Linked DNA regions of Anas platyrhynchos: region 2 is linked to region 1. Evidence: chromatin contacts called from public Hi-C data. All regions are on one chromosome and are shown on one strand. Each heading gives the region's core, a stretch centred on a gene start, on an enhancer-like site or on the middle of the called end of the contact. The rest is flanking DNA. Distances are from core to core; before and after follow the strand shown. Region 1 has its middle 35 kb from the start of GCLC. Region 2 holds the start of FBXO9 (F-box protein 9).

Evidence for each region. A called contact is a pair of places that touch in the nucleus more often than the background predicts.
Region 2: a contact with region 1 is called in a Hi-C map of subcutaneous adipose tissue, with 2.5 times the contacts expected there. The contact joins the promoter of FBXO9 here to the enhancer-like site in region 1. A contact is called at or near these places in 3 of 8 Hi-C or Micro-C datasets (liver, skeletal muscle and subcutaneous adipose tissue).

The regions. Positions count from the first base shown.
Region 1 is chr3:96,168,481-96,171,180 of IASCAAS_PekinDuck_T2T, reverse strand. No RefSeq gene overlaps it. Among named protein-coding and RNA genes, the nearest start is that of GCLC, 35 kb to the right of the region's middle. Within about 2 kb of position 1,255, at least 2 of the 8 cell types and tissues checked have an H3K27ac peak or open chromatin away from gene starts, as enhancers often do. A contact at or near this core is called in subcutaneous adipose tissue, where this site is marked.
Region 2 is chr3:96,291,300-96,293,999 of IASCAAS_PekinDuck_T2T, reverse strand. FBXO9 (F-box protein 9) reads left to right here and starts at 1,355. Exons shown (of 13, transcript XM_072036371.1): 1 at 1,355-1,610. The coding sequence starts at 1,608. CILK1 (ciliogenesis associated kinase 1) reads right to left here and starts at 1,204. Exons shown (of 15, transcript XM_072036370.1): 1 at 1,057-1,204; 2 at 757-876.

The DNA.
Region 1 (2,700 bases), core at 6-2,505:
GGGTTCGGCTTCAGGGCAAGCACCGCGTTGCATCAGCTCATGGCAAGGCCAAACACGCCGTGCTGCTGGAAGCTGGAATCGCAGCCCAAGGGATGCAGCAGGACTGCCATCTCTCCCAGGCATGCCACACCTTCATATCCCCACAGCCTGAGAGGAAACAGGCACATACTGATGATACCACGCGTGCCTGGATGACAGGAAAGTGGGAAGTCAGAACAAGTTCCCAGGATATTGTGGATGCTTCGCAAAAATCCCTCCTGCCCTGCCTTGCCCTACCCGCACTCTGCCTTTCACATCGCTGAGATGCTCCCGGTGCGAGCAGCAGCACGGTGGGGATGTGTCCGGGGTCGGGAGCCCAGCACTTGCTCTCCCCATCAGAGCTGCCTCAGAGACTGCTGTGGGTTTCCCCACGGCTACTCCAAAACCAGCCCCAGCCCTTGCCCAGCAAAAGCAGTGGGACCTGTGCCAGTCGGGCTGGCCGTAAATAAAGGGGAAAAGACAAAAATCTGCAAAATGTTAGTTAGTAATTCTCTGAGCTGCAGTAGACAGAGTTGTTTCTATTTATTTATTTATCTCTAAAGTGACGTTTGCTGTCCAGAAGCGAACATTTCAAGAGCAACACCTCCCTACTTTACGCCTGAAAGCAGAGCTCCCGGGTTCACCCCGCAGAGCTGAGCTGGGTGTGCCACGGCCGGGAGCACTTGGCAGCTCCGCAGCCTGACTCAGAGGGGACAGTTTTGCTCTCAGCAATGCAATCAGCTGCACTAAACCCCTGGAAGGGACGGGCTGCCCTTCTTGCAGCCCCCAGGAGAGCTGCACGAGAGGGCTGGGAAGCGGCCGGAGCTGCTTGCTGAGCTCCCTGAGCTCACGCCAGGACATGACGGGATGTGCATGGACGGCATGGGCTGGGACTTGGACCGGGGGCAGATGCTTGGGGACAAAATCCAGAGAGGATTTGGAGCTGAAATCCTGAAGTTTTTCTCCTTATTCCTCCCAGGACAGTTATGTTCTCTCCCAGCTCACCGCGTTGCCTCTGAACTTAGGAGGCCACCTAGGGCTGGCCCTGGGCTTAGCAGTGAGCTTTTCCTAACCTCATCCCTCCTCATGTCGTGAGCAGACCCCAGCGAGGACTGTGGCTTGTTTGGGGGATTTTTTGCTTTGCCAACACTTTTAATACTGTCACAACTTAAGGACCCCGTCAGAGTTGAAAGTGCATCTCTGTCGTTCACCCTGGGATGAATTAGAGGCCGGGGAGCTTGGTAGCCTGGTTTACATCTGGGACACGCAGCCACATCTCCCAGTCACCCAACCCAGGCCTGGCCTCCCCCCAGTAACATCCCTTTCCGCGCTGCTTCGATTCGGAGGCTCTCGAGCTGGTGCCAGGGGGCTGAGTACGAGCCGGGCAGGCCGCGGGGTGCTGGCGGTGCGGAGGTTTTGCTGGCACAGCGCCCTGGTTTCCATCAGGCAGCTGCACGACGGGCTCTGGGCACGGAGTCGCAGTGCCTTACACGGCCAAGAGAAACACTCGGAGCTCCCGGCCCCTGGATGCCCATGTCGTGAGTAAACCGGGGCGGGGGGGTGAGGCGTCCGGCCCTGCGTGTGCGTGCTTCCATGGGAAAGGACTGGGAAGCGTGGAGCCCAGCCTCGTAAGTGGTGTAAGGGAAGGAATAAACTGAGCTGAAAAATGCCGGGGAGCCGGAGGTCATCCTGGCACAGCTGCTGCTGCGTGGGGAAGCAAAGCATGGGAAGGAGCAGGCGGTTTCAGACTCTTCGGCTTCACTCCTTCACGCTTTGTTCCCTACCACCCCCAGCCTCTTTTTCTGCACATGACCTCTCCTCCTTAAATAAATTCCCAGAGCCTCTTCAGGCGGCTCTGTGTCATCACGGGCTCTCCCTGTGAAAAAGGGAGAGCTTGGCCGTGAGTTCCCTGCTGCTCTCAGGTCACTTTGCACCTCTGAGCAGCAGAAAGTGGGGCTGGCAGAGCTGCGAGCCTGGCAGCGTCTTTATTTAATCATGTCATTACTGGCCTCTAGCAACACAAGGGCTCTCAAAAGTGTCTGACCATTGCAGGAAACACACAACCAACGAACACTTAATTTATCAACAGGTATTAGACACAAATTTTACTTTTTGTGCAGGACAAAGAAAACTAAAATTTGCACCCTCCCAGGGCAAGAGCAACATACAAAACACAACCCCTTGCTATGCACTTGGACAAGGTGCTATTTGGGATGCCTTCATCAAAATCTGTGCTGTCATCCTCATAACAACCTGCTTTCCTTTTAATCTAATTGCAGTTAATAGGAGCTTGGACTCCCTCCAGAGAAAGAGCAGTTGCTGTTGCTTCAATATTTATAAACTAACATTTTTCTAGCCAAAAAACAAACTCTTGGAAGCCAGCGATCAGGAGCCATCACACATGAGCATGCCTGTTAGCAGCTTGTCCCTGGTCCTTTCCCTCCCTTTGCTGCACCGCAGTCATTTTTGCCTTCTCACTGTCAGGATGACTACAGATTTCCCTCTAGGTGTATGCAATGGGTAGATTTTGGAAGAGCTTTGATTAAATTGAAGGGCCAAATTAATAGATAGATACACATGGACTTAGAAAAGACTAAATGCTGTATCTTGCTTCACATAAGATGTAGATTTTCACCCCATGTTCAATTCATTAACAGCATTTATGGGTGGTTGAAGTTTTCT
Region 2 (2,700 bases), core at 106-2,605, 120 kb before region 1:
CCCTCCTTCATTTGGGTTTTAAAAGTACATCACTATGTTATTTCCCCAGGGCTTGGGGTTTACAAAACAAAGTGAGCTGGGCTTGGAGCTCAGGAGCATGGCACATGCAGCTCCTCCCCTGGGCAGTCTGTTGTGCCAGGGAGTCCTGCAGTGAAGTGCACTCATTTAAGAGGAGGTTTGTTTAAAAAGCCTGAAAGGTCTGGATGCCCAGACCACGCAGCTACATAGAGGCTGATCTTCAGAGCAGTTACATTGCTTAAATTAAAATAATATCTAAAAAGAATAGAAAGGAGTTAAATCTCCTTCTATAGGCATGCATGACGCTCAGTGAAGCCAGCTGGAGCTGGGTGTACTTACTCAAAAGAGATTTCTGCTTTAAGTCATCGCTGTTACATCGCATAAGCATAAATGTGTATTTGTGTCCAACCCCGTGACAGAGCACCCTGCTTTGCTGTTGTTGGAGGCAGGCTTCCCTCACTCCCCGATGCACAGAGACACACCCAGCCAGGAGAAAAGCCTGACAGCTCTGCCTGCAGCCCCAGGCTACAAGCCCCGTTACAGCCAACCCGCTGTAGTGGTACCGAGGATCCCAAAACCTCAGCCAGTCTGCTCCAAAAGCGAGCACTGCCCCTGCTGCTCCAGAGCACCAACCCCACGGGCGTGCCTGCAGGCAGCCGGGGCACTTCTTGCTCTCTTCCCCACGGGTTCAGCGGGTCTGAGCGCTGTGCCCCCTCCCTCATGGCGCCTCCCCGTTACCTGCCAGCAGCGCCCGGCCTGGGCTCTCACCTGCCTGCCCGCTCCACACGCGCATCCCTCACGGCTCCTCATGGGTGAGGACTAACGGCTCACGTGTAAGCTCACACCGGCGGTGTTTTCCTGAAGAAAACAAAGGCTGTTAGGCACGTTTAAAACCCGATTCCCACCCGTTTTTGGAGCACCTCACCGAGCACGCCACGTACACCCCCCGCGCCAAACCTCCTCGCTGAGGCGGGGGCACCACCGCCTTCAGTCCCCTCCCCGCCCTCAGCCAGCCGCTAACGAGCCCGGCCCACTCACCCACCGCCCGGGAAGGGCCTCGGGGCAGGGCAGGGCCCCCGCTGCCGGCCGGCAGCAGCAGCAGGCGCTGGGCCGCGGCGGCCTCGGGCGGGAGCCGGGCCCGGCCCCGGTCCCGGGCCGCTGGCCGAGAAAATGGCGCCGCCCAGCGGGGACGCGGCGCTGCCTCCGGACTACACTTCCCAGCAAGCTCCGCGCCGCGGCCCTCCGTGCGGGAGCAGGGCGGCGGGGCCGCGGTGCGCGCTGGGACTCGTAGTCCCCAGCGCGGCGGCGGCGCGGTCTCCTCAGAGCGGCCCGCGCGGCGGGCGGCGCTGTGGCGCTGTGGCGGTGCCGGTGTCGGTGTGGCCGCGTCTCCCCGCCGCCGCCGCCGCTCCGCCGGCCCCTCACCGCCGGGCAAGATGGCTGCCGTCCGCAGGGCCCGCCGCGACTCCCGCTGCGTGGTGCGCTTCTCCGACCGAGAACTCTGCTAAGTGCCCCCCGCGGGGACCCGGCGGGACGAGGGGAAGGGGGCACGGAGCCCCGGCACGGGACGGAGCCGCCCGAGGGCCGGCAGCATGGTGAGAGGGGGCAGTGGGTGGCGGGGGGGGGGGGGAAGCGGGGGCTGCGCCCCGTCAGGCGGAGCCCCTGAGGGGATTTGGGGGCCGGCACCCCGCTCCTGGGGGGTTTGGGGTCTGAGGAGGCTGGGTCAGGGCGGCTCTGCCGGCAGCACCGCCGGGTCAGTGCACACCCGAGCCCTTTATGTCCCTCAGAACTCACCGCCCAGCTAAAACACCGATTTTCTGGCATAATGTCACTCCAAGCACATAGGCGTAACCGTGAGCTACTCCTCGTTTCCCTACAGTTCAGTAAGAGCCTTTGCCATCGGTCGCAGTTTTGCAGTGTCATCCCCGCTTATTCGCCAATTCCCAGCCCTCTCCGGCCTCGAACTCTTTTTCCTGCCTTTATTTTGCTACCCTGCAGTGCCGAGCCCCCTAGGAGGTGGCTGTTGTGCTCGGGGGAGAGCAGCACGCAATTGTTGATTGCAAAATAGTAAAAGCAGAACCACACGCATAAGCTGGTGTTTGCATTTGGCAAATGTTTTCCAAAGCTTTGCGAACAGATCGGAACCAAATCGACTCAGCAGACTTCTTTCCGCAGGTCGCAGGCTGGCTCTGGTGCTTGCTGTCTCCCTGTTGACCTTTTGGGTGATTTGCTGCCACTTTTCTCACGGAAAAATCGCTCGAGCTGCTCAGCCTGCGCTGGGGATGGCTCACTTTGTAAGCAGGATAGAGTCGCTGGTAGGTAGGACGGCTGACTTGTAGCACCAGGAAGGCCAATAGCATAGAGACAAACAGCCCTGATTCCTTTAAACTCCTGAGCAGTAACAGTGCAGGATCCTGTGAACCTGAGAAGCTGTAATTGCAGCTGAAGTATGTTTCCAGAATGCAGGGAAGGAGCCAGTTTTTACAAGTCAAAACCTGCCCCGGGTACGATCTCAGGAGCTGCCTGCCAGTGGTGATGCCTACTCTACTGGTGTGTTTATGTGTTTGTACTAGCAAAACCATGGGGATTTCACCGATCAAATAAAGAGCAGAAAGGCTGCTAATAGAGAAAAATTTTCCGGTCCAGTTAGCTGTGCAGCAGCAATGTGAAAGAATTGCATTACAG